Regions from separate parts of the Mus musculus genome. Here all the other regions are linked to region 5. Evidence: chromatin contacts called from public Hi-C and promoter capture Hi-C data. All regions are on one chromosome and are shown on one strand. Each heading gives the region's core, a stretch centred on a gene start, on an enhancer-like site or on the middle of the called end of the contact. The rest is flanking DNA. Distances are from core to core; before and after follow the strand shown.

Evidence for each region. Promoter capture Hi-C pulls out the DNA fragments that hold promoters and counts their contacts. Hi-C and Micro-C count contacts between places; a contact is called where the count stands out from the background.
Region 1: a contact with region 5 is called in a promoter capture Hi-C map of cranial neural crest. The contact joins the promoter of Leng1 here to the promoter of Zfp446 in region 5. A contact is called at or near these places in 4 of 39 promoter capture datasets (cranial neural crest, frontonasal cranial neural crest, maxillary cranial neural crest and 1 more) and 1 of 484 Hi-C or Micro-C datasets (B cells).
Region 2: a contact with region 5 is called in a promoter capture Hi-C map of second pharyngeal arch cranial neural crest. The contact joins the promoter of Cnot3 here to the promoter of Zfp446 in region 5. A contact is called at or near these places in 5 of 39 promoter capture datasets (cranial neural crest, frontonasal cranial neural crest, maxillary cranial neural crest and 2 more).
Region 3: a contact with region 5 is called in a Hi-C map of uterus, with 4 times the contacts expected there. The contact joins the promoter of Rpl28 here to the promoter of Zfp446 in region 5. A contact is called at or near these places in 2 of 39 promoter capture datasets (cranial neural crest and maxillary cranial neural crest) and 1 of 484 Hi-C or Micro-C datasets (uterus).
Region 4: a promoter capture Hi-C map of pre-B cells shows a contact between it and region 5. The contact joins the promoter of Kmt5c here to the promoter of Zfp446 in region 5. A contact is called at or near these places in 4 of 39 promoter capture datasets (cranial neural crest, frontonasal cranial neural crest, pre-B cells and 1 more).
Region 6: a contact with region 5 is called in a promoter capture Hi-C map of pre-B cells. The contact joins the promoter of Ndufa3 here to the promoter of Zfp446 in region 5. A contact is called at or near these places in 2 of 39 promoter capture datasets (cranial neural crest and pre-B cells) and 1 of 484 Hi-C or Micro-C datasets (B cells).
Region 7: a promoter capture Hi-C map of second pharyngeal arch cranial neural crest shows a contact between it and region 5. The contact joins the promoter of Leng9 here to the promoter of Zfp446 in region 5. A contact is called at or near these places in 4 of 39 promoter capture datasets (cranial neural crest, maxillary cranial neural crest, pre-B cells and 1 more).

What each region holds. Positions count from the first base shown.
Region 1 is chr7:3,663,856-3,667,275 of GRCm38.p6, reverse strand. Leng1 (leukocyte receptor cluster (LRC) member 1) reads left to right here and starts at 1,436. Exons shown (of 4, transcript NM_027203.3): 1 at 1,436-1,960; 2 at 3,415-3,420. The coding sequence starts at 1,829. Tmc4 (transmembrane channel-like gene family 4) reads left to right here. Exons shown (of 15, transcript NM_181820.2): 12 at 98-228; 13 at 302-457; 14 at 1,096-1,174; 15 at 1,268-1,522. The coding sequence ends at 1,336.
Region 2 is chr7:3,643,038-3,646,804 of GRCm38.p6, reverse strand. Cnot3 (CCR4-NOT transcription complex, subunit 3) reads right to left here and starts at 1,536. Exons shown (of 18, transcript NM_146176.3): 1 at 1,221-1,536. Gm15927 (a long non-coding RNA gene) reads left to right here and starts at 2,460. Exons shown (of 6, transcript XR_003946711.1): 1 at 2,460-2,552; 2 at 2,636-2,991; 3 at 3,530-3,631.
Region 3 is chr7:4,791,128-4,794,416 of GRCm38.p6, reverse strand. Rpl28 (ribosomal protein L28) reads right to left here and starts at 1,452. Exons shown (of 5, transcript NM_009081.2): 1 at 1,419-1,452; 2 at 1,008-1,096; 3 at 791-914; 4 at 235-353. The coding sequence starts at 1,088.
Region 4 is chr7:4,738,311-4,741,798 of GRCm38.p6, reverse strand. Kmt5c (lysine methyltransferase 5C) reads right to left here and starts at 1,672. Exons shown (of 9, transcript NM_146177.2): 1 at 1,560-1,672; 2 at 1-19. Gm24537 (a small nuclear RNA gene) reads right to left here and starts at 2,967; the gene lies at 2,866-2,967. It overlaps Gm42369 (a long non-coding RNA gene), which reads left to right and starts at 1,719. Exons shown (of 2, transcript XR_881802.3): 1 at 1,719-2,507; 2 at 2,597-2,809.
Region 5 is chr7:12,976,513-12,980,241 of GRCm38.p6, reverse strand. Zfp446 (zinc finger protein 446) reads right to left here and starts at 2,394. Exons shown (of 6, transcript NM_175558.4): 1 at 2,130-2,394; 2 at 864-1,244; 3 at 596-791; 4 at 263-357. The coding sequence starts at 2,390.
Region 6 is chr7:3,615,667-3,619,274 of GRCm38.p6, reverse strand. Ndufa3 (NADH:ubiquinone oxidoreductase subunit A3) reads right to left here and starts at 1,902. Exons shown (of 4, transcript NM_025348.3): 1 at 1,868-1,902; 2 at 1,584-1,658. The coding sequence starts at 1,877. Oscar (osteoclast associated receptor) reads left to right here and starts at 3,118. Exons shown (of 5, transcript NM_001290377.1): 1 at 3,118-3,234. The coding sequence starts at 3,198.
Region 7 is chr7:4,148,582-4,151,936 of GRCm38.p6, reverse strand. Leng9 (leukocyte receptor cluster (LRC) member 9) reads left to right here and starts at 2,065. Exons shown (of 1, transcript NM_175529.3): 1 at 2,065-3,355. The coding sequence starts at 2,262. It overlaps Cdc42ep5 (CDC42 effector protein (Rho GTPase binding) 5), which reads left to right. Exons shown (of 3, transcript NM_021454.4): 3 at 150-677. The coding sequence starts at 150. The coding sequence ends at 602.

The DNA.
Region 1 (3,420 bases), core at 187-2,686, 9.3 Mb after region 5:
CCCCAAAGGAGGCCAAAGCTCCAAGATAAGAAACAGGGAAAAGCAAAGGATTGACTCTTGAGTCTTACACCTCCATTTCCTCGCCTCTCCCTACCAGATAACCCTCTTCTCCATCTACTCACCGGCTTCCCGCACCTTCCGAGCATCCACGGCAAACTTCTTTTTCCCCCTGGTTCTCCTTGTGGGTCTGGCGATCTCTGCAGTTCCCGTGCTTTACAGTATCTTCCTGTAAGTACGAGAGACTTCTGTTTGTTCTCACTCTAGCTCGACTTGACTGAATCCAGTGTGTCTCCCCCTACAGGATCCCACCTTCGAAACTGTGTGGCCCGTTCCGCGGGAAGCTGTCCATTTGGGCCCAGATCCCTGAGGCCATTGAGAGCCTCCCTCAGACTGCCCAGAATTTTCTCTACTTTCTGGGAACCCAAGCTTTTACTGTACCTCTTCTGATCCTCTCTAGGTGAGCAGTCAGACTTTGAATGTGTGTAATTTAGTGTTTGAAAGAGAAAGGAGTTTCTGGGCACCTGAGTGCTAGAGAGGTGGGCTGGGTGCCTATATACAACAGAGACGTGGGGCTGGCCGGGATGCCTATAAATCAAGAGCAGGAGAGTCGGAGTGTGAATGCTTAGGGTCTAAGAAAAGACATCTGGGTTTGGATTCCTGGTCTGAGGAAAGGAGGGCTAGGGTGTGGATTTATCGATTTGATGAAGGGGGAGGAGGTATGGAGCCTGAACCTCTAGTTTAACCTCTGGTTAAAGGGTCTGAACTTTTGGGTCTAAAGAGAGAGGATAAAGACTTGTGTTCAGAGTCTCAAAAAGGGTTTTAAGGGATTTGAGGATCCTGATATTGGTTTCTTTAATTTACTTATTCATTTAATTTTTATGTGTGTTGGTATTTGGACAGTGTGACTGTCTGTGTGAAGTAACGAACTTGAGTTACAATTGTAAGCTGCCATGTGGGGCTGGGAATTGAACCCCGGTCCTTTGGAAGTGCAGCCAGTGCTCCGGTTACGAGCCATCTCTCCAGCCTGGTTTCTAAGGAGCCATATGATGAAGATGATTGTTTTTCTAGAGTGATTTTCATTCCTGTCTTCCATAGCATCCTGATGATGTATACCGTAGCCCTGGCTAACTGTTACGGACGCCTCATCTCTGAGCTCAAACGCCAGATAGAGACGGTGAGCCAGGCTGATTTCCCCGGAAAGGGCTCTATGAGACTATGAAAGAAGAATGAAAAGGTGTGCTTCACTTTCGCTCCTTTTTGCCCGCAGGAAGTGCAGAATAAAGTCTTCCTGGCCCAGCGAGCTGTGGCTCTGAGCTCAAGGAATGGAACTTCCTGATAAGTCTGGCTGAACCTTCAGCCCCTCAGCTTCAGTGACTTCATATCAAGTGATGGGACTCTTTCATCTCTGGAACCAAATTCCCCGCCCTCTGCCACCCGAATGCTACACTCTCAATTGAACCGTATTAATAAACAACAGTCAAGGCCGCTTTGCGTTTTGAAACCCCGTTCTGAAGCCTCGGACGGGGTTTGGGGAGGGGCCAGGTCCAAATCGGCCTGAAGAGCTAGGTTATGTCTGCTTAAAGGAATAGACAGGCAACAGCCTCATCAAGCAGCGTCCGGGGGTGGAGCAACTCAGGTTACAAATGCTTAGGATTGGCTGAGATGGAAGGCTCTCAGCCAATAATCTCTAAACAAGGCTAGGATGGGACGTGACAATTGGCCCAGAACCAATGCACGAGCAAGGGTGGAACCATGGGGCGGGAGCATCCTCGAGCCAATCGGAAGTGCTGAAGAGTGGGCCTGACAGTCCGAGGTCGGCACTGGAGCCATGAATATCTTGCCGAAGAAGAGCTGGCACGTCCGGAACAAGGACAATGTTGCCCGCGTGCGGCGCGACGAGGCCCAGGCCCGGGAGGAGGAGAAGGAGCGGGAGCGGAGGGTGCTGCTCGCCCAGCAAGAGGTAAGCCTGGGGACCGCCCAGAAGCGCGGCGGGCCTAGCTATCACTCGGTGCCGGGAGCGGGTCTGTGTGTTCGACGATGTTTCTCTGAAAATCCTGTGCTAACTTCCAAGAAACCTTCCTAGATTTCCCCACTGGTGTTGAGGGACCAGAGACTAGCATACTGGAAGAGTTGGACAAATATTCTGATTACTTTATAGGTTGCCCGCACAAGTTAATTACTGATCACCCACTCTGTGTATGCTCCCTTCCTTCTGAGCGCTTGCTTTGAGAAATTCCCTCTTAGAACAACTTGGAGGGGTGCGGTCACCTTGCTCTGAGTACAACGGCTTCAGCAAGGAGGGCAAAGGGCGGACAAGCCGGGGTCCACTTCGTTGGGCATGTCTTTTCTCCCTCCCTCATTGCTTGCCAAGAAAAGAGCATCTGGAGGTTTTATTTGGAACAGGGTCTGTGTAGCCGTGGCTGTTATGGAACTGGCTACGTAGACCAGGCTGGTCTTGAACTCAGCTTGCCTGTTCCACTTGAACGCTAGTATTGAAGACCACACACACATCACAGACTCTAAGTTACTCGATTAGTTTGGTTTACACTTAAGTCCCTTGGCCAATCTGATCATGAATTAGTGTGGGCTTAAAAAAAAAAAAAAAAGCCGGGTAGTGGCGGTGGCGCACGCCTTTGATCCCAGCACCTGGGAGGCAGAGGCAGGTGGATTTCTGAGGCCAGCCTGGTCTACAAAGTGAGTTCCAGGACAGCCAGGGCTACACAGAAAAACCCTGTCTTAAAAAACAAAACAAAACAAAACAAACAAACAAAAAGGTGACGCTTGTAATTAATCCCAGATACTAAGGCTGCAGAAAGGGGAGAATTGTGAATCAGAGACCATCCCTATCTGGGGTCAGGTTGTACTTGGAGTGGTGACCTGGAGCCATACCTTGGATTTAGATCCTTTGTCCAGAAAGCAATATTTGATTACCTTACAAGTTTGGGAGTATATACATACTTGTGTTGGGGACTGAATTTGGAACTACACACAAGGCAGGGGCTCTATGGCTGAACAAGCCACCTATACCTATACCTGAGTGGGTTTTCCTTGCATCACTTGAGACTGGGAAGCCTTCTGTTTTAGGTCAGGGATCTTCTCTGAACTATCTCTGATAGCCCAGTTTACTGTCTAAAAACATCGATTCTCCACTCCAAGTTAGAAATGGTATCTCTTCTTGCTCTCAATATTTGCCCCACCCCCACCCCCTCTTTTCAAGACAGGATTTTTCTGTGTAGTCCTGGAACTAACTCACTCTGTAGACCATGCTGGCCTTGAATTCAGAGATCCATGTGCCTCTGTCTCCTGAATGCTAGGTTCAAAGGTGTGTGCTACCACTGCCCTCCCTGCCCATGGACCATTCTTGTATCCTCAGCACTTCTGGGTTCTGAATGTCTTCCCTATAACCCTTCATAGGCCCGT
Region 2 (3,767 bases), core at 287-2,786, 9.3 Mb after region 5:
GAGAAAGGCTACCCCTTACACAGCAGAAGACTCCGGTGAGGAGAGCTAGCAGTCCTACAGGGTGCCAGTTGGGTGAGATGGACCATTCTACCTCTGAAACGCTTTCACCCAGTGGATTTCAATTATAAAAGATCACATATCCACATAGGCTGGGCAGATGAGAATGGAAATACAGAGAGATGGCAGTCCAGGTGATGACCGGGGAAGGGAGACGGTGAGGAAGCCCCTAGCCAAAAGAACAGAAAGCTAATCCTAAGAGGGATGACAGTCCCGGAACCGAGATACAGCTGTTTAGAAGTGCTTCAACTGTCCCAACAGAAGAGCACCAACAACTGAAAGCATGGGAGCTCGCATTCCACCGACCCAGATCTAGAAAGAAAAGCTAAGCGGTCCTCACCACACACAGCAATACCTAACCACTTAGGAAGCTTCACCCACCGAGGCAGACCGTGCATCGTAGTGGAGCCTGCATCCCCAAAGCTAGAGTCCACTGATACCCCACCTCAAAGATGCAAAAGATGTGAAGCCAGGAAGTGAGCAATACGGTACAGTCCTGAATCCAAGGTTTGGGGAGGGAGTGTTAAAACAAAACACACACACACACACACACACACACACACACACACTCACAAACCCCATGCTTCCTTAAAAAGAAGATTGGTGGAAAGGGACCTCTAGGAGACTTCACTGCTAGAGCTGTAAGGACTAGGTGGAAACTTTGGCTTAGGCTCCAACTCACAACGTTAACTGCACCCTCGGGTCTTGGGGACTTTTTCCTCCACAAGATCCATCTCTTCCAAAGAGGCTTCCCCCTATCAAGACACCAACAAGCTGGAGCTTTCGGGTGCACTGAGGCAACGCTCCCGAATGGAGCTCCCGGGGAAGGCATGACTGCAGGAGTGGGCCCCGCGCCCAGAGCAGAAAGACCCCTCCGCGGCCCGCAGCGCGCCCACCGCTCCAAGCCCAGCCAGACGCGGAGGAGGACGGGCACCTCGCACCCGGGGCCGGCGCTCTGCCACGCGGGAGTCCGGACGCGGGAGGACAGAGAGAGGAGAGGGTCCCCGCCCGCCCGAGCCGAAGCTGGGCCCGAGCGCGCGGCTTGGGCCCGGCGGGAGCTGAGGCCGTGTCGCGACAGGCAGCAGGGTCGCGGAGCAAGAAGTCGGCCGATGGAGCTGAGGGAAGAGGGAAAGGGGTCCGGCCCAGTCGAACCTGACGCTCACCGCAGGAGCTGGCGCCGCCGCTGCGGAGCGTATCGCGACAGGCGAGGAGGGGGGAGAGAGAGGCGAGCGCCCGCCCGCCGCCTTTTTTTTTTTTTTTTTTCCTCTTTCCTCGCGCCCCGAGCCCGGGCGCTATCGCGATAAGAGGGCGCGAAAGCCGGAAGTAGGGTTGGGTTGTTGATAGAGGAAGTGGGCCCGGGATTGTTCTAGACGACCGAGTAGGGGATTCAGGGATCAAGGAAAGGCCCGGCAGCGGCTGCCGACGGCTCCACGGAAGCTGAACGGGCCCGGTCCAAGATGGCGGCGGCGGAGGCCTCCCCTCCTCTCTTCTCCTCTCTGGCGCCGGCCCGCCCCCGAGCCCCGAATATAGGTCCGTCATTGCTCCCGCAGTACGTCGCTCTGCGCCGTTAGGCGCGCCCCATTGGTTCCTAGCGAGAATGAGGCCAACCTCTTCATTATGATTGGCTGATCTCGGCAAGGCGCGGCGTTCGATTGGCCTCCCGCTCAGCTTGCTTGGATTGGCTCGGGTATTTCTTCCCAGCTCCTCCTCCTCCTCCCCTCCTCGGAGCACAACACGCCAGCGCGAGGACCTGGGTGTCAATCAGGAAGCCTGTGTCGTGCTGATTGGATGTGTCCGCCCCCTTACCCTAAATCAATTGGCAGCGGGGAGGAGTCAGGGTGAGGGGCGGGAAGTTACTCGTCAAGTTTAAAGGCAGCTGTAATTGGTTGCGAGGTGTATTCTACCCTGAACTCATTGGTTAGCTATGAATGTGGGTAGAGGAAAACGACAAAAAGCATAGCGTGTGAGTGTTAAAGGAAGCTTATCTAGTGGGAGACGGAGAGGTGCCAGAGGGTTGGGGATAGTAAACCCAAGTCATCTACCAATCAAAAGAGCCGCCAGCCCTAAGGGGAGGAGCTAGACAAACACCCCGCCCCTTCCCTCGGTTAGCCAATAGGGTAGCTATTAACCTGCCGACAGGTGTGGTTGTCGGAGCATCCTTCCTTTGCCTGTCTAGGCTGTTATCTGATCCTCGTAGTTATTCCCCAAGCGCGTTTGCTTGGTATATCTCTAAAACTCAGTGCTTTCTAAAGGATGAAAGAAAGAAAGAAGGAATCAGGAACATTGCAGAAGCGACTGAGAAACACAAGGCGTGGGACTGACGTTTCTCTGGTTAAGTTAGCAGACTGGGACCTTCCCTGGAGTTGCAAGGACTCCAGCTGTAGAGGAAACTGCGCTTTGCCCTACCTCGGTTACATCTGTAATGACTACTCACTAGAGTTCTGCTATGCTTCTTAAGGAGTAAACTTCTCCGACCACCCTTGCCGAGTGCTTAGGTGAGCCTCTGGTTTAATTTTGTTTGATTCCTGCCGTTTTTACACATACTTGAGTCTCACTCTCTGGATTTCTCGTTGTTTAGTACCCATGAAGCACTCCATAGCCCTTTGCTGACTAGGTTGCAAACGTGAGCACCACGTTTTCATGAATTGGGGAAACTCGATCTATCTCTGCCTACTATGTGGAGGAAAAGAAGATAAATCCACACTTGAAGAGAACGTGCACGTGCATTTCACCGCATCAGAATGGCATGAAGCAAGAGAGAAAAAATGGCTTATAAAAAGGCATATTCTTCGGCTGGAAAGATGGCTCAGCAGTTAAGAACATTTTCCTGCAGAGGACCAGTTCCCACAGGGTGGCTTGCATGCTTGTAACTTCAGTTCCAGATCTGACTCTTTCAGCTGGCATCTGCTGGTGCACTTAAGCTCACACATTTATGTAATTTTTAGATGCATATTCTTAGGGTCACATAGACTTAAGAAGGTGAAACCTAGGGACCAGTGTTTGTCCAGATTTTTTAAACAGCTTCTACACTCTCTCGAGTTTGTTATTCATTCAGTTTTGCTATTTCATGCGGGCCCAAGAATGGGGAACTGCTTCTAGCTCTATCAGGAATCCCTGCCAAATTATTAAGATGCAGCTTCCTTCTTATCTAGGCGGTCCCCAATTCTGCTTTTTCTAACAAGCTCCCAGGATATACTAATGGCCTTAAAAACAGTTATGATTCTCGGGCTGAGCTGCACTTTAGAATCACCGGGGGAGTTGGTGGAGGTAGAATCCAGATACTTAAGACTTATGCTAGAACAATTACATCAACAGCTAGAGTTGGAAACTAGTTATTCTTTCCCTGAAATGATCCATGGAAATTCCTGTTTTTCTTTCCAGTAGAGAGATTTGAAACCAAGGCTTAACATGCTAGGGAGGAAGACTACTATTGAGCTATTTCCAGTCGATTCTTGCCTCTCCTTTTTGACAGATTTCACATAGGACAGGCTGGATTGGACCTAGAGCTTTGCAGCAGAGAATGACCTTGAACTTCAAGTCTTCCTGCTTCCATTTCTCAAGTACTGGATTTCAGGTATGTGCTTACCACCATGTGGCTGCTTCTTCGACCTTTTAAGGAACTGGAAGTCACTGTGTAGACTAGGTTCGCCAGAGAACTCACAGAAATCTGGTCTCTGCCTGGTAACGCTGGGAGTGAGTGAGTGCCACCA
Region 3 (3,289 bases), core at 203-2,702, 8.2 Mb after region 5:
TGAGGACAGGACAAGGAACTTAGCTCACAAACTCAAAAGACACTCCCATTTACTGCTGCTTGTTTCCTAGGACTCCGGGGAGGCAGGGTGTGTGTGTGTGTGTGTGTGTGTGTGAGTGATCAAAAGTCCCGAGTCTAGCTCCAGCTAGGCAGAGCCAAGCACCCAGGCCTGCATGCAGCCCCTCAGGTTTAGTACCAGCTGCCCCCCTGCCTTAAGTACCCATCCATTACTCACCATACGCAGATCAGGGCGGTACTTGTTCTTTCGGATCATGTGTCTGATGCTGCTGAGGGTAGCCCGAGCATTCTTGTTGATGGTGGTCCTCACATAAGAAGTGGCAGGTTTTCGCTGACCTGGTAAGGAAAGCCTAGGAATCAGTCCATCTGCATGAGCCCTTCAGAGCATCTGCCTGATGGAACACAGAGCCTCTCTGAAGACCATGCTCACCCCATCTTCCCTCCAGCCCATTCAGTACATCCCTTAGGTGACTGTCACAGGTAAGTCTTAAAGCCCGGGAAAATCCCATCCCTCTTTAGGAACCTCCCAGATACAGGAGGGACATAGCGCATGCACTTAATCCAAGCACTCAGGAAGCAGAGGCAGGTGGATCTCTGAGTTCTAGACCAACCTGATGTAGAGTTCCAGGACATTGAGGTCTACATAGAGAAACTGTACTTAAGTTTCTCTCTACACTTCTTAATTTAAAGATCACCTTACACAGCCGGGAAGTCAGAGGAAGGGCAGTTCTGGACCCTGGAAAAAGGGAGCGCTATCGTGTGCAAAGGCTCACCGGATCTGCGTTTCATAACTACCACGACCCCTTTGCCATCGGCGGCCGGCTCCACTCCGACGGTCTTGCGGTGAATTAGCCCGTTGTAGCGGAAGGAGTTTCGGGCTTTCAGATTATTTGGCTCCTGGGGAATAGGTGTACACGATGTTAAGTTAAGGCCCGGAGGCTCCGATACGCAAAAGAGCCACAGTGCCCCTCACACGCGGGCCCGACTCACCGTGCTGTACGTCTGCTTATTCCTCTTGATCAAGAAACTGGAGCAGTTCCGGACGACCATCCACTGCAGATGCGCGGACATGGCGGCGGCTGGGGAGAAGCCGGGGGGGGGGGGGGTGTGAAAGATGTCAGAAAGAAGCAGGCCGTGGACAGGCGGCTGGGTAAGCGGCAGCACCGTTGGGAAAAAGCGAGCAAGAGCTTTACACGGCCGAGGAAAGGGTGAGCAAAGGAGGCAGGCCGAGCTAACACCGCGGAGACTTAGAAGGGGGAAGGGACGCTGAGGCCCCACTTCCGGTGGGGAATGAGGGCAGCGAATGGTGCTTGGGTACAAGGAGAGAAAGCCCAGGCAGGAGACCGAGGCCGTGGGAGCGAGATGGCGGCCACGCGGGACGGACAGAGGCCTCACACTCACCTCCTCTCCCTATGGCGGCCGGAGACGGAAAGAGAGACACGAGAGGCGGGACGACACCTTTAAAATGGCAACGCATTTCCGCTTCCTCCCGTGGCGCGCCTGAACTCGGCTACCCAGCTTCCTCTGGGCCTTGGGTTCCGCCTCCGAGTCTTTTTGACTCGGGAACCTTCGGAGCTCTTCGTCTGAAGGTCCCGGCGAGTTCTCGCGGTGCGTACCGTGATGAGGCGCCGGGGTGGGGTAGGAAGTTTTCGGAACTCGGTGACTCGGTTTTCGTGAGGATCCAAAAGCAGAGAGAGTTCCTAGAGCTATGTTCCCATCGCATCACCCTGATCTGTTCAGTCTGCACTTAGCGCATGGTGGGCACTAATACATATTTTGAAAAAAAAAAACGGTTTTGCGCCCTTGTCTAGTAGATTTCGAGGTGGGATCCTCCAGCCTCAGCCTGTGGATGCAAATATTGAGGATTCCAGATCTCACATTAAGTGGAGCTTAATTGATTTTAAGATTTATTTATTTTTCCCGGGCGTGGTGGCGCACGCCTTTGTTGGATACTCTGAAACTAAAGTTACAGATAGTGCCTACTGAGAATTGAACCACTGTTGTCTGGAAGAGCAGCCAGTGCTCTGAGCCGTCTCTCTCTCCAGTCCCAACTTATTTTTTTTTTTTTTTTTGTAATATGTATGAGGGCTTTCTTAATTTCTTAATTTCCTTTCTTTTTAAGCCTGGATATATATATGAATGCTATGTGCCTGCCTGGTGCCTGGATTCAATTAGACAGTTTTTGAGCCACCATGTGGGTGCTGGGAATAGAACCTGGGTCCTCTGGAAGAGCAGCCAAAACTCTTAACCACTAAGTCATCTCTGCAACTCCTTTTTGTTTTGTTTTTTTGTTTTGTTTTGTTTTGTTTTGTTTTTGTTTTTTTGAGACAGGGTTTCTCTGTGTAGCCCTGGCTCTCCCTGAACTCATTTTGTAGACCAGGCTGGCCTCCAACTCAGAAATCCTCCTGCCTCTGCCTCCCGAGCGCTGGGATTAAAGGCGTGCGCCATCACGCCTGGCTTCAGATTTATTAATTTTAATTATGATGTATGTGGGTGTTGTGTTAACATGTAAAATGCAAAGTCCAAAAGAAACCGTTGATCCTGAGAAACTAGAGTTTCAGGCAGCTGTGAGCTGCCTCATATGAGCTGGTAACCAAACCCAGGTGCTCTGCGAGAGCAGCAAGTGCTCTTAATCACTGAGTCCTCAAGACTTGTTGTTTAAATGGATGCATGAACTATTTTAAAGATTTGCTCTGGCGTGAAGTCTTCAGATGGCAGATGGTTCCATTACTCTTCTTGACCGTGTCCCACACAAACACCAGTGCCCAATGAACCATTTTCAGACCTCTCTAAAAATGTACTGCTGCAGTGTTAAATACCTATTCTTTCATGCCTGGTTCTGTCTATGCAGAAACATTCCATGTCTGTCCTCAGCAATACCTGGCCAATCCCGGCAGCTTTTCTTTATAAGTACACTGTAGCTGTCTTCAGACACGAGAAGAGGGCATGCGATCTCATTACAGATGGTTGTGAGCCACCATGTGGTTGCTGGGAACTGAACTCAGGACCTCTGAAAGAGCAATCAGTGCTCTTAACCGCTGAACCATCTCTCCAGCCCACCACAGTCATTCTTAATGTTTTATTAGCATTTAATCATGCATAAAGTAGGTTTACATAACATTTTTGTATGTGTATATAATGTTTTGGGCCATACTCACATACACTCCCACTGCAGCTAGTCTGTGTGTGTGTGTGTGTGTGTGTGTCCAAGTGTGTTTCCTTTATGCTATTCACAGGCTCACGGATGGTTTGTTTGCAGGCTACCAATGGCA
Region 4 (3,488 bases), core at 423-2,922, 8.2 Mb after region 5:
GGCCCCAGAGCCTGCTTATCTGCAGGAGAGCACGGGGGTAATCAATATTGACTTCATGGGACTCTATGTAAGAATGACACCCAACAGGTACTTTCGAGTGAGGAAACCTTAAGAAAAATAGTCTCCTGTGCAGTAAGTATTTCCTCCCCTCTTGCAAAACAGATGCATGTCCCCCAATCACATACACTACCTTCCCAGGACATGGACACTTTCTCGAATGTCAGCACACACAAAGACCACTTTGCCAAGTGCACATGTAAGAGACAGGTCCCTGTGTACCCAGGCGGAAGGAAGATTAATTAACTGCCTGAGATAACTCCAAAGGCTTAGCATGGCAGGAGGGAGTTGGGATAGCTGGGCTCTCATCAAGGGAAAGGGGAAAAGGAACTCCATAGGAGCTTCTGGCCTGCCTTTGCTGACCCCCTGCTAGGCTGATTCTCCCGTCCTCAGCACCTCCCTCCAAGGTCACCCTCCTCTGGGGAGTGGTCAAAAGGTTGTGGGTGGAGCCCAGGCAGCCATTAGGGGAAGAAGGATCCAGTCCCTAATGCCTCTCCGAGGACTCCAGCAAAAGGGAAGCCCGCCAGAGGACAAAAAACAGGAAGAAGGGAGGAACAGAAAGGAGAGGAGGAACAAGTCAAAACAAAGGGTCGGAGGCAAAGAGGGGAAAAAAATAGATTCAGAAAACCAAATCAAATAAAATGGAGGGCCAGGTTACCCAGTACCCTCACTGTGGTGTGTCTGACAATTCTGCGCTTTGGGAGAGAGCAAGAAGGCAGAGTGTGGCAAGACACACTCCGCCACTCTGGGAGAAAGATCTGGAAAAAAAACGGTCTGGGTTAAATGAAGAGGGTGCTTAGAAAAAAAGCCTGGAAGCTGGGAAAAGACAAAGTGAGGTGTAGGGAGTATGATGTGAAGGGAGAGAAAGGGGAGAGAAAGATGGAGGGAAGTCAGGATTGGCGGGGGTGGGGGGAAGAAGGCACCTGAGGTTGCAAGGGAGGAGCCCACGAAATCCAAAGGGTAGATATGCCTGGGGTCCAAGGGAAGGGCTTAGCGGTTCCAAGCAGGGTTTGAGGGAATCCTGGGGGATTTGAAGTGATGGAAACCTGAAAGATCCTACGGGTTCGAGGAGGGAATTGAGGGCGCTAAGTAGCTAACTAAAGCCTGGGAAGGTTGCAGAAGGGGGCTGGGGAAACAGAGAGTCAGAGGAAGGGCCTCAGAGACCAGGATAGTGAGACAGGAGTCAGGAAGTGCCCTGAGTGTGACAGGGTAGGTAGGTTACGATGCAGGAAAAGGTGGTGGGGATGGGCCCTGGTGGGGCAAGGAGCGACTCCTAAGGTGCAAGGAAAGTCCTGAGAGTGAGAGAGGAGTCTGCATGGGCTCCAAGGGTGCAGGGAAGGGTACGAGTGAGGAGCGCGTAGATCCGCGGGGCTGGAGACTTGGACCGCAAGGTTCGAGGAAGGGCCCGGGGACAGCCGGTTCAGGGGGTGACTGGGAGGCCGGGCGGCGCGGGGCGGGGGCCAAGAGGGGGCTCAGAGGTCGGGCCCCGCGCCGCCCCTCACCCGCTTCTCCTCCTCCTTCTCCTCAGGAACCCGCGTTGCAGCCGCCACCTCCACCCACCGCCTCCTCCGGCTCTCGTCCGACACAGCCGCCGCGCCTCCCCTCGGCCGGCGTAACAAACAGCTTAACCTTCCTTTGGCCCAACCCGCCGTCACTCTTCCGTTGCTATGAAACTCGCGCTGTTCTTATTGGCTGACTCTCATTGCTCTCTTTTTCCCGCCTCTTCTGGCCCCAGTCGGTGCCCTGACAAAACCCCTCCACGCCCACTCTGTCAATAAATCCAGCGAACTACAGCCAATGGCTCGGGTCGCTGTCATTCAGGCGTTGCCATAAAAATCTGTCCCGCCTCTTCTTCTGCACTGTCCCAAATCAGTGCTTTCATTGGCTTAAAGAGCCGTCGCTCCAACAGAAACTCTGTTTGGGTCAGGTTATTCAGGTCCAAGTGAAAAGAGGGAGGGCTCTGTCAGAGACAAACTTCGTATATTATTGGTTGGCCTTGGACAGGACCACGCTTCCATTCGTTAAGGCCTCCGCCCATCACCCTAAATCCGGAGCTCTATTCTCTTTCTTTCAGCTTGAAGTGGGGCAAAATCCCTGAGCGAACCAGGAAGGAAAGAGGTGAATGCACACACGCGCCATCGCGCTCCCGGCCCCAGGAGACCATTGGTTGCCATGGCAACAAAACTTCAGTGCCAACCCTGCTTAGCAAGAAGATCTTTTCTCTTTCCCAGTATTCCTTATCTTTGGAAAATTGTACCTACAAGAACTCTGTGAAGTTTTCTTGTCCTGCCTGTGAACAGTTCAGAAAGAGACGACGCTGAGAAGTTGGGACTTAGAAGACAAGCTCTGATTCATGGGGCACTCCCCTGGGGAAACCCCTTAATTAAGATTACCCACCTCTTCAATCCTGCAAGTATAATTAGCAGGATATCATAATTACGTCCAAACAAGTAAGCTTACTTTTGTTTTTGTCTTTCCTGAGTTATCTATTTGGTGGGTTAGGATAATGCCTACAGCACAGAATGTTTTGTTACTACAGACTGAAGGAACAACCGATTGAAGTGAGATGGGACATTGAAATGGCCCAGTGTGTAAAAGCACCTGCCCACAAGTCTCATAGCCAGGATCCGCATAATGGAAAGAAAGCACCGACTCCTGAAGGTTGTCCTTGACCTCCACATTCATGCCAAGGCGCGCGCGCGCGCGCGCGCACGCACACACACACACACACACACACACACACACACACAATTGATTAAATCATAGTAGCTTCTCTTTTGAGACATGAGCTTTGACTGTCCTAGAACTCACCATGTAGATCAGGCATGAATTTGCTCGTCATCCTTGCACAGGAGCCATGCAAATCTTCACTGTATCGCTGCAATTTTAGTATATGTGCTGCTGCAACATTTTGTTTTTAAGGAGGCTGAAGTTTTGCACCGTTCTGTGATCTTGGGGTTTTGCCAACTCACAGCTTCATGGTTGCGTCTACAAAGCAAATATCATACACTGATATACTTTCAAGTGTCTGAGGTCCATGCCTCACCACCCTTCTCTCTCCTAAATTCTAAGACAGCTCCCTACCCTAAGCAGCTCTCCGGGTTAGGATGACTATATCGTCCTTGGGTGCTGTCACATTATATGAGATTTTCAAATGGCTAATAAAAATATATTTAAGGGAAAAAACCCCACTAAATAGCAAAGTGTCTTCCAGACTGTTGAAGTATATTCCAGGATGAGGGTATAGCCTGTGGGTATACAATATGCACCATGGGTGAGGCTTGTGGTTTGATTTCCATTTTGAAAGAAAAAGAGATGTGCCTAGCAAACAACTGGGTAGAGAGATTTAATACAGCAACATGGCTACTCTGGCTGGAATACATTCGTGTTTTTTGTTGTTGTTGGGTTTTTTTTTTTAAGATTTATTTATT
Region 5 (3,729 bases), core at 1,145-3,644:
ACTTCTCTGGAAGTGAGGAAGCCATGCCCGCCAGTTCTAGACACCCTGGACCTGGGGCCTAAATCCTTTCTAGTTCGATTCTACCGGTCTATTCTTCAGCTCTTAGGACTTGGTGGGAGGGAAGGTATTTACTACTCAGAAGCAGTAAAAAGCGCATGAGTCACTGGCAGGGGATCCTACAAAACTACAGGGCAGAACACAGCCACCAGGGGTAATCCCCTCCCCCACACATGGCCTGCAGTTCCTGCGAGAGGCTGTTTACCTGGATCCTTCCTGTTTGGAAGGATATGGAGACCGTTTCCTGATGTTCAAGATGTCCCTCGGAATCCTGGGTTGAAAGGAGGGCACTTGGAGATACTGAGGAAGAGAGGCAGTTGTCACTGCATTGACCTTTGGCCTGCCTCTGCCATGTGACATGGGGGAAGTGACCCCATTCTTCTCAGGGATCCAGCTTTATGGTCTCTCCAGAGTCCCTATCTCAGCTGGGATTGTCAGACTCAGTTTAGGAGCTGCAGCCCTGACACCGTGCTCTGACCTCACCCCTACCCCCATCCCCACCCCAGGGATTTGAAGTTCACATGTTGCATTCCCTCACCCATCTCCTGCCCATCAGCACTGACTTCCTCCTTCACACTGCAACTGATCTGGGTAGATCGATCTATCCCGGCCTTCAGCGGTGCCTCCGCAAGGCCTGCCTTGGAGGACTCCGTTGCTGCTGAGATGTGGTGACTCCCTGAGGACTCCTTCTGGACTAGAGGAAGCATCTTTGGCTTCAGGATGTGGGCTGTGATCTGAAGAGAATCATGTCACAGGGGCTCTCCCTTCGATCTGTCCTTCTAAGAAGCTAATGTCATTTCACTCACCCAGCCCAGCAGCTGCCCAGGATCATGCTGCAGCCCCTCAACAAGAACTGCGGCCTCCTCGGGGCTTCCTGGTCGCTGCCCTCGAACCCAGGCCTGGATCTCAGGGGGCAACACACCCAGGAACTGTTCCAAAATCAGCAACTCTATTATGTGTTCTTTGGAGGATGACTCAGGCTGTAGCCACTGGTGACACAACTCTCGAAGCTGGGCCAGTGCCTCTCGGGGTCCCTCAACCTCCTCATAGCAGAAACCCCGGAAACGGAGTCGTGCAGCCTCAGGCTCCTCAAGGGTGGTCCTGGAGTCTCTGAGGGATAGGTGTGGGGTACCCCGAGGAGATGGCATTCTTGTTTTGAAGGGTCTTTTTGGAGGTGACAGAGGGACCTACAGAAAAGGAAGAATGTCATCTAAGGTCAGAAGACACACACCAGACCCCTCCTAGAAGCCGGAAAAGAGAACCCTGAGGCCAGGAGAACTTCAAAGAAGGTCATGGGAGGTGCAGCCCCACAGCAGTTGAGCAGCTGTATTTTGTTTTGAAGATAAATGACTGGGTGGAATGTCCAGGGACCTTCTAGAAAACTGCAAATGACGGGCTCAAACATTTGGGTACAACACAGGGCTCCTGGGAGATGAAAGTGGCTCATCCAGTAGACAAAGGGTCAAGCAGGACACGGAGGGAAGGGGGGTGGGACCATCATCCTGGGTGACCTGGAGCCCTGAGGCTTCAGACAGGAGGCAGACCACTGTGCTAGCTGAAGAGTTGGCTCTGAGACACAGGTACAAGACCTGGGGCAGAGCTGAAAGCCTGGGTGCATTCTCAGGAGCTTATTATGGGTTGGGAGGCACAGCTCGCTGATCGCAGCTGAATTGTGGATGCCTCATACTGCCTCAGCTTACTACGCATGTGAAACCCTGAAACAAAAGCCAAAATCAAACAGCCCCGTTTTGTGTGGAGTTGTAAACTGGAACCTGTGTCCCAGCTCTTAAGATTCTGGTTTTAAATCGGCTCTCTTGGGACATCCGTCCTGCTCTGGAGAAACTCAAGAGTTGGGGTGTCAGGCTCTGACACAGGAAAGGGGTGGGTCCGACGGCTGGGAGGTGCTCTCGGTGATCCGAGGAGCCGGATTATGAAGCTGCGCCCGCCCAGCTAGGAGTGAGCTCACCTCTGACGCGTGGGAGAGCCCCAGGAGGTTGGGGCACTTCCAGGAAGTGACACCGAGCACGTCCCACTGCCACTCAGAGAACGCCCCGCCTCGCGCGTTGCCCTACCAGCCCGGCCAATCCTGCATCTGCTCCGCCGGATCGGCCCCCTTCGCTCGGACTACGTCTCCCGTGAGCCTCAGCAAGAACGACAGCACGCTTCCAAGGCCTCTCACGCGCGAGACTCTTCGCTCCTCTCCTTGGGGTCGCGTTGCTGCAGAGTTCCGGGGGGGGTTCCCACTCCTGACTTGGCAGCCGTTCTTCTCTTGCAACCGCAGCCGTAGGACTCACGTAGGACGGAGCCGACTGTGGGTTAGCCTCCTTACGCATGTGCGCAACGGACCTGGTTTCTATTGGCCAGAGAGGCATCCTGACCAATCAGAGCTAGCGCTCCCGGAAGGACTCTCGCTCCTTGTGTCTCCTAGGTAACAGCTAGCGCACAACTTAGGGCCTCTTGCTGTTCTCTGAGTTAAGCTGTAAGGGTCCCCCTGCCTCGGAGAAGGCCTAGGTGGAGGCTCCTTGGCCTCTTGAGTCCAGACTGTTCTAGACAATCCCGTTGGGAATCCAGGTGAAAGGCGGTGGTGGGCGAGAAAAACTCAGTATGGCCTCCATCGGATCTCCGTTAAGCTCCCTGGATATTGTGGAGACAGTAGGCCTACAGGTGAACAAGTGCTCAGAGGAGGTAACCATGTAATTACCAACCCTCACTAATAGTCTTCAGATAACATTACTGAAAATAAGGACGGAGGTTTCTGATTAAAATTACGAGGTATACTCAACCCTTACTTAGGAGGATGTAGTTAGACAAGATGACTTATATTTATTTTTTTTCTCCCAATGGGCAGTTGATGGCATTTTGTTTGTTTGTGGGGGAATGGGGCCTTTAAAGAATAAAAGTCCTTGGCTGTCCTGGAACTCACTCTGTAGACCCTACTAGCTAGCCTGGAGCTCACTCAATAGTTCTGCCAGTCTTTCTCCCATTCGCTGAGATTAAAGGCATGGGCCCCCATATCCGACAGTTAGAGGCTTTTTAGCTTAATTGCAGATGGGCTTAGTTTTATTTCCACATATCAAGTGGCTGGACTGTGATATAAACCATTCAATCCTGAACTCGATCTGCCTACTTGGGTTTCTTCTGCTACCCAGGAACCTTCTCCTTGGCAGCTACTGTAGAGAGCAGCGGTTCTCTACATCCAAAACTCCTGAGCAGTTCTGTCGGTAGAATTTGTCTTTTACAGATTCTCTGGACACAACTCTCACCACCTACCTATTGAGGAGAAGCGCTAAGGGGGCCTAAGGGGGTTCCCAGAAAGCTCTCTTGGAAACACCTTTGTTCTAGTGCTCACCTCCCTGCTAGGCTGGTTTCTAAGCCTTCTATGTGCCACAGGATAGACCTGGTTGAGTCTTGTGATGGTATACATCTTACCCCTGGGCTTGACATGACCATTACCATCTTTATTTCTCCCTTGTTCAGGCCATTAAATCTAAGACCACATATTTAATAGGTAAACTATCATTGAGCTAGCCCCAACTCAGTCCTTAATTATAATGGTTATATTAGGTTGGCCAATGTAACCATGAAACATTTTATCTTTTGAGGCAGGATCTAAGTTCCCCCAGGTTAGCCTCTCAGCTGTCTTAAAGTAGAGGGCCTGTGGTGACCTACTGA
Region 6 (3,608 bases), core at 653-3,152, 9.4 Mb after region 5:
GGTCAGTGTAAATCCTGAGAGTGGAGAATAGCATAGAGGTTGGAGACAAGCACTCAGGAACACATGAGGTCCAAAGACTGGTCACGATAGATAGCCTTTAGATTAGCCCATGTGGGCTATAGCCATGAAAGGAATGTATCAGGTTAGTGTTGCTGATACAAGTTAATAACCACATGTTAATTTCACATCTTAAACTACACATGTTAAGGGGCTAGAGATGGCTCAGCAATTAAGAACACTTGCTGCTTTGCAGAGTTTGGCTCCTAGCACCTTTTGACTCCAGTTCCACAGCATCCAACAAACGTATCTGGCTTTTGTGAGCACTCCCACATATGTGGATACAGAAACACAGATAACATAGTGTGTAAAAGCTGAGGGGGCTGGGAGATGGCTCTTCAGGTAAGGAGAGTACTTTCTAGTCGTCCAGAAGACTTGAGTTCAATCCGCAGCAGCCATGTCAGGCAGCTCATAAATGCCTAATATCTCCCACTCCAAAGGAAAAAGAACCTACGTCCTCTTCTTGCCTCCAGAGGCGCACACACATTTTTAAGAAAAGATACGTGCCGGGCAGTGGTGGCGCATGCCTTTAATCCCAGCACTTGGAAGGCAGAGGTGGATTTCTGAGTTCGAGGCCATCCTGGGCTACAGAGTGAGTTCCAGGACAGCCAGGGCTACACAGAGAAACCCTGTCTCGAAAAACCAAATAATAATAATAATAATTAAAATAAAATAAAATAAAGATATGCAGGGATGGTGGCTCAGGCGTGTGATATCAACACATAAGAACCCAAGGCAGACTGCTGTGAGTTTGAGGCCCACTTGAGCTAAGTGATTTGTATCCTCTATAAAAAAGAAAACTGAAAAGATTCAGAAGAAGTCAGTTCAAGGAAGTTTTTAACCTTAGTGTGGTGAGAGAGCTCAATAGTTAAAATTACCTGCTCACTGGAACTCAGAATGAGCACTGACTCCAGTAAGTTGTCCTCCGACCCCCCAAACCCAACTGGTAGCCAACACACACACACACACACACACACACACACACACACACCTTAAAAAATGTAATTTTAACTTTAAGAACGAACCAAGTATACATTAAATCACTATTTCAACATATAATCAATTAAAACCACATACATTAGAGCATTCTAGGTCTTTGAAAGTCAGGGTGGTAGATAGCTGGTGGTGGGTTTTAGAACTTCTCTGTCACACTCCAGGCCAGCAATACTGACAATTTTGGTACTGTGATGGCTGCCAAATCCAAGGCCTCACCCCAGACTTTCAGAATGAAAATTTAACAGGTCACCTCCATCTCCCGGGCTTCAATGCATCAGAACTGTGAGTAACCCTGTCCCACTGCAAGGTGGGAGGCTTGCTGAGAGATTTGCATAAGTCAGACTTCGCCGAGGAGTTCTGCCTACAGAGTCAAACTGAGTTGAATGTGCACCTCTTGTGTGTGGTGAGGGAAGAGCGACAGTAATGTCAGGATATGGCTGGCAAGGGGATGCGAGATGAAACTGTGCCGTGGAATGCTGATGACTTCCGGGTGGAGGATGCACTTTCGCGCCGGGGAAGGGGGCACTCACCGAGGCCCCAGACAGAGAAGGACACCACCAGCACCGGCTCCTTCGCCCAGGCATTCTTGAGGAAGGCAGAGATTCCTAGAGAGGTGAGAAGACAGTCACCCTTGGGGACTACTGCGGTGACCTCTAACACTCTCGTATCACCCCTGCTCTGCACCCTCGTGACTGCCGCGCCCCTATTCTGGGACGGATTACCGGTCCCCAAGGCTCCACTGAGACTCAGCCACGGATCAGCCCACAGTTTCCTGGAACTACTTGATCCCCGCGAGCTCCAAACCTGTACTTACTCCCGGCCATCTTGTTCTTGGCGGCGACAAGGAGCGGAGCTCTCTGGGAGTTGTGGTCCTTCTCCTTGCGTGAGGCCCCGCCCCTTGGGCGAGGACGTGGACCCTTTCGGGAGTTGTAGTTCTGGAGTGAGGCTTAAGAGGACTGAAAGATTTAAACCACCTTGAACACCTGCTGGCCTCACCATTTTCTTATAGTTTATAACTCAGCAAATGCATCGGAGAAGTAACATAACGTTCTCCTGTAATAAAGTCAGCTTTGGGCTGGAGAGATGGCTCAGAGCTCTGTCTGCTCTTCCAAAGGTTTAATTTCCAGTAACCACATGGTGACTGACAACCATCTGCAATGGGATCTGACGCCCTCTTCTGGTGTGTCTGAAGACTGCAACAGTGTACTCATAAATAAACCTTAAAAAAAAAAAAGTCAGCTTTACATTGAGATCACATCTAGACATAAGCTCATTCTGGAAATTCTAAATTAATCCCAAATATATTAAGGACTGCCTGTGCTTTGTGTTACTAGCATGCAGATCATGGCTTTTCCCTCCATCTGCCCCTTAGTGCTGAAAACTGAAACCAGGACAGGCTAGGCTACCCATCTCCGATTGAGCCACTCCTCCGTCCACTTGCTGATAGATTCTACTATCCCAGGTCCCTGCTGGTGGATTTTAGGCATATCTTTTATTGTTGAGCCACATTTTTCAGCCCTTTCATTACTTTTTATTTTGAGACAGGGCATTAAATGGCTCAAGTTGGCCCTGCAATCTTTGAACTTGACAGCCTCCTGCCTTGGTTTCTCAAGCTGGTGAGATTACAAGCCTGAGCCTCTAAGATAATGCACATCACTTAAAAAAATTAACATATCTGGACTGGACAGTGAGAGCAGTAATGGAGTCTGAGCCTTCTCTTGTTACCGGCATAGTACATATTGTACAGCAAGCTTCTTTTTCCCTTTCTACCTTTTTGTTTTGTTTTTTTTGTTGTTGTTGTTGTTTTTTTCCTCTTTTCCATTTTTCTTCCTCCCACCTGCCCCTTTCCTTTCTCTCCTCAGTGCTGAGGCTACTCTGGGCAAGTGGTCTTCTACTTAGCGACAACGTCCTCAGCCCTCCTCCCCAACTTTTAAGTTAAATTAAAGAACACCAGAGGCTATGACTGTTCCATCTTGCAACTTTTTCCAAGACAATGAAACTATGACACAGTTACCCAGGAGCCTCCACCTGACTCCTCTGTTCCCTAAACAGGACTCTCACATGGCTTTCTGGTGTTGCTTCATTTCCTCAGAGTGAAAAAGGCAGGGTCAACCTTTTCCTCAGCTCCACGGAGAGTGCCCACCATGGTCCTGTCGCTGATACTCCAGCTGTCGACTCTCTGTGAGCTGTCCCTCCCCTGTGTGTGGATCCTTGGCTGGGCTGAGGGCTATATCTGTTCATATGGAATTCAACATCCAATTTAGAAAAAGGAATCAGGACTGGTACCCAGATACCTGAGTCCTAAACGGGGGAAGACAGATTGCTGGGTCGGGGGTGAGCATAGGTTTCTCTGGATCTCCAGGCAGAGGAGAGTAAGGGATATCTAGGGGTCAAAGAATGTATTCAGTTCTCATGGTAAATGGGCAAGTCTACTGTGCTGGAGGGAGGGGGCATCTAAACCTTCAAACCCCAAGGCAGAGAAACCCCAAGGAGCAAAGTATTGTTCTTAGGAAAGGTGGGGAACAGAGGCCTGTCCTCTTGGGTCAGACAGCAGC
Region 7 (3,355 bases), core at 816-3,315, 8.8 Mb after region 5:
CCCAGTCTGCTTCCTCATTTGTTAACTGGGAATAATAGTTCTTCCATAGCCCTGTTTTATGAGAGCATTCTGTGGCTGACTATGTAGGATAGGGATACAGAGTTGGGGCTCCCGGATGAGGCAGCTCTGATATGCCTATGTCCCCACAGATGCCGGTAATGAAGCAGCTGGGCCCTGCACAACCCAAGAAGCGGCTGGATCGCGGAGCACTCTCGATCTCAGCACCCCTCGGAGACTTCAGGCACACATTGCACGTGGGACGCGGTGGCGACGCCTTCGGGGACACCTCATTCCTGAGTCGCCACGGGGGCGGTCCGCCTCCCGAGCCTGGAGCCCCACCGGTTGTGGCCCCACATTCTGTCGCTCCACCTGCAGCCCCACAGCCCCCTGTGGCTGTGCCTTCACCTGCGGACCCGCTGCTGTCTTTCCACCTGGACCTGGGCCCCTCTATGCTGGACGCGGTGTTAGGCGTCATGGACGCGGAGCGCAGCGAGACAACAGCCACCAAGCCCGATGGGGATGCCCACCCTAGAGTGCAGCACCCCAAGACCCGCTGCTGCTCAAATGCTGACCTCCAGCTGGACGACGTCATCGGTCTGTAGTGTCATAATTCCCTCAACCCCTCCCTCCCAGCACTCCACTTTTGTACACATAAATGGCTGAGGTTTGTGCCATGGACTGTCTATTCACTTTACGCGGGAAAGGGTACAGAAGCAGTAGGGTGGTGCCACTTCTAGTTGGGGTGCCACCAACTAGAAGTCAAGTTGTCAGTGATGCTCCTTTAAGAGTTTGAATACGTATTCATGTAATGCCCCTCCCCAAAGGCGGAGTCTCTACCACAGTCCTATTCATCCCTCAAACCTTGACCGATCCTCACTACCACCTGGATAAAGTCCAACACCCGTGACAGCTGCTATCTGGCATAAAGAGTCACAGTCGCCTGGCCATCCACTTCCCTCCAGGTGCACTCTGACTGGGCGGCGCTTCCCTGCAAAGGGAAGCGGTTGGCGAGCCTTTGGAGCCACGAGGGTGTGGTTCCCGTGGGAAGGGCTTCAGGTCCCACCAACTGTGTGTCGCCCTGCGGGAGGCTGTTGCGTTACAAATCTGGGCACAAAGTTCAGCCTGAGACGTCCAGATATTTTAACATCTAGAGGTGCAGGACTGCCCGAACCTATATCGGGAGGGGGGTGAAGCAAAATTCTCAAAGGTTTTCAGAGGGGAGGAACAATTAGAATTAGTCTCTGGGTTTGTTTTGGGACGGGGCTATCTTAGGTCCCTAGAGGGATAAGACCAATTTAAATTAACCGAACCAGAGGTAGAGTAAGGGTTTTTATAGTTTCCAAAAGGGTGGGTCGTATATTTCAAACGTTAGGCTGGTGACAGGAGTAAAACCCGACCTCTACAAGGAGGCACAGGAGAAACCATTTCACCATGGTTGAGTCCAGGATAAGACCAATGAGGGGCGGAGCATGTGTAAAACAATCAGGTGGAGTGAGGCCAAGGTAAAGGGGTGAGGCTCCCAGGAAAGACATTTATAAATAACTTGACAGAGGCAGAACCAGGAGTCACTTTATTCGTTATGAGGTGTGGCATGTAAGATAATCAATTGCATGGGAGCTGGCTACAAACTTTAAAGACGGTTGGGGGCGGGGCCAAGACCGCTGAGTCCCACTCCTCTCCTCCCAACGAAGCTGCGGTGTTCAGGTAAATCAGTTGCTGCCCTGCCAGGCTCCCTAGAGGTCTCGAGAGGCTGAGCAGATGCAAAGTATCTGGAGGCGGCCGGAGGGGTTGTCTAAGCCCTACCCCCACCCAGGCTGCGGAGTATATGTAAATCGGATGCGGAGAAGCCTTTCTTGGGGCCCTGACAGCGGTGGGGCACTTGTCAAGTATTTGCTAAACTGTCTCGCTAAAGTCCCCAAAGGGAGAAGTTGTATGGAATAAGACGTGACTCCCTGGATGTCCAGAGAGAAGCTTGACGCACACATAAATTGGCTGGTTGGGCGGGGCCAGGCTCTTTAAGACTCCCTGAGGGGCTGGACATATGTAAATCATTTCAGGCGGGGCAAGAGGGGGTTCCCAGTGGCTTACAAACCCGGTACGCGTAAATAAACTGGACTTGAAATTAGAGCTCCAGAGCCCGTGTTACATTCTGACGCCCTGCCTGGTCCTTTGGCCTCCTTCCACCTGAGGCGGGAGGGGTTCCTGGCGTCACAGTTGGAGATCAACGCTGCAGACAGAGACCGCTTAGTGCGTGAAGGCCCATGGAGGCCTCGGCCGATTCCTCTGAGGCCCCCGCGGTCTGCCGCTTCTTCCTAGAGGGCCGCTGTCGCTTCGGTGCGCGCTGCCGTCAGCCACATCCCGGGGCCCCGGCGCCGTCCCCGGTGGTTACGCAACCGGAGGCTGGGTCCAAGAAGCCGGCTCTGCGTACTGCTGCTGACGTCATCCGACGCATCCGCTGGGACCCGCGCCTGGACCCTGCTGACTTTTCGGTGGGCTACACCGACCGCTTCCTGGGAGTGCAGGAAGAGCCATTCTGCGCCTTCTGCTGGGACGAGCCGCTGGCAGCGCTCGGACCTGGCGTGTTGGCAGTGCCGCAGCACCGCATACGCTACTTCCGCTTCCGCGGCCGCCTGGTATGGGACCGTGCCTCCCGTACTGACCTCATTTTTGGATCGGGCTCTGTGGCTGGTCGGGGACCCACTATCCTTGATGCGCTGGACGGCGGGGACGAGCATTGGACAGAGGTCACGGCAGAAATTCCCGACACAGAGAAAACAGGGGTGGGTTTAGAGGGTCTGGATACCCAGGATGCCCTTGCAGAGGCGGGTGGAAACCCGACCGGAACAGGTCTTGATTCGGGCCTGGAGACACACGAAGAGGGTGGGGCAATCAAAGAGACCAGAACTGGGCTTGATTCCAGCCTGGAGACACCTGAAGTGGATGGGCCAACCAAAGAGACCGGGCTGAATGGGACCACTGAGTTAGAAATGCCAGACCCAAGCATGAACTTCTCAGGAGTGAAGATCAGCTCAGTAGAGGAGCCCAGAGCTACATTGCTTCCACAGTGGCAGGCGCAGGGCATGGAAACGAAAGGGCTTTCTGCTGAAGAGATGGGAAATGTGTGGGATCCAGGTGTTTGGCCTGACGACAGAAGGGCCCCTCGCCAGCCCCGGCCCACACATTTTGTGGCACTGATGGTGACAGAGTCTGGGCTTAGGGCTGAGGTGGTCAAGGCCCAAGAGCATCTGGTCCGGATTGCCCCTTCTTGTGCTGAGTTCCTGGTACCAGCACAGGCCCTGCACTTGACAGTGGTCTTGCTAAGGCTGACAGGCCCTGGGGAGGAGGCTGCAGCAGC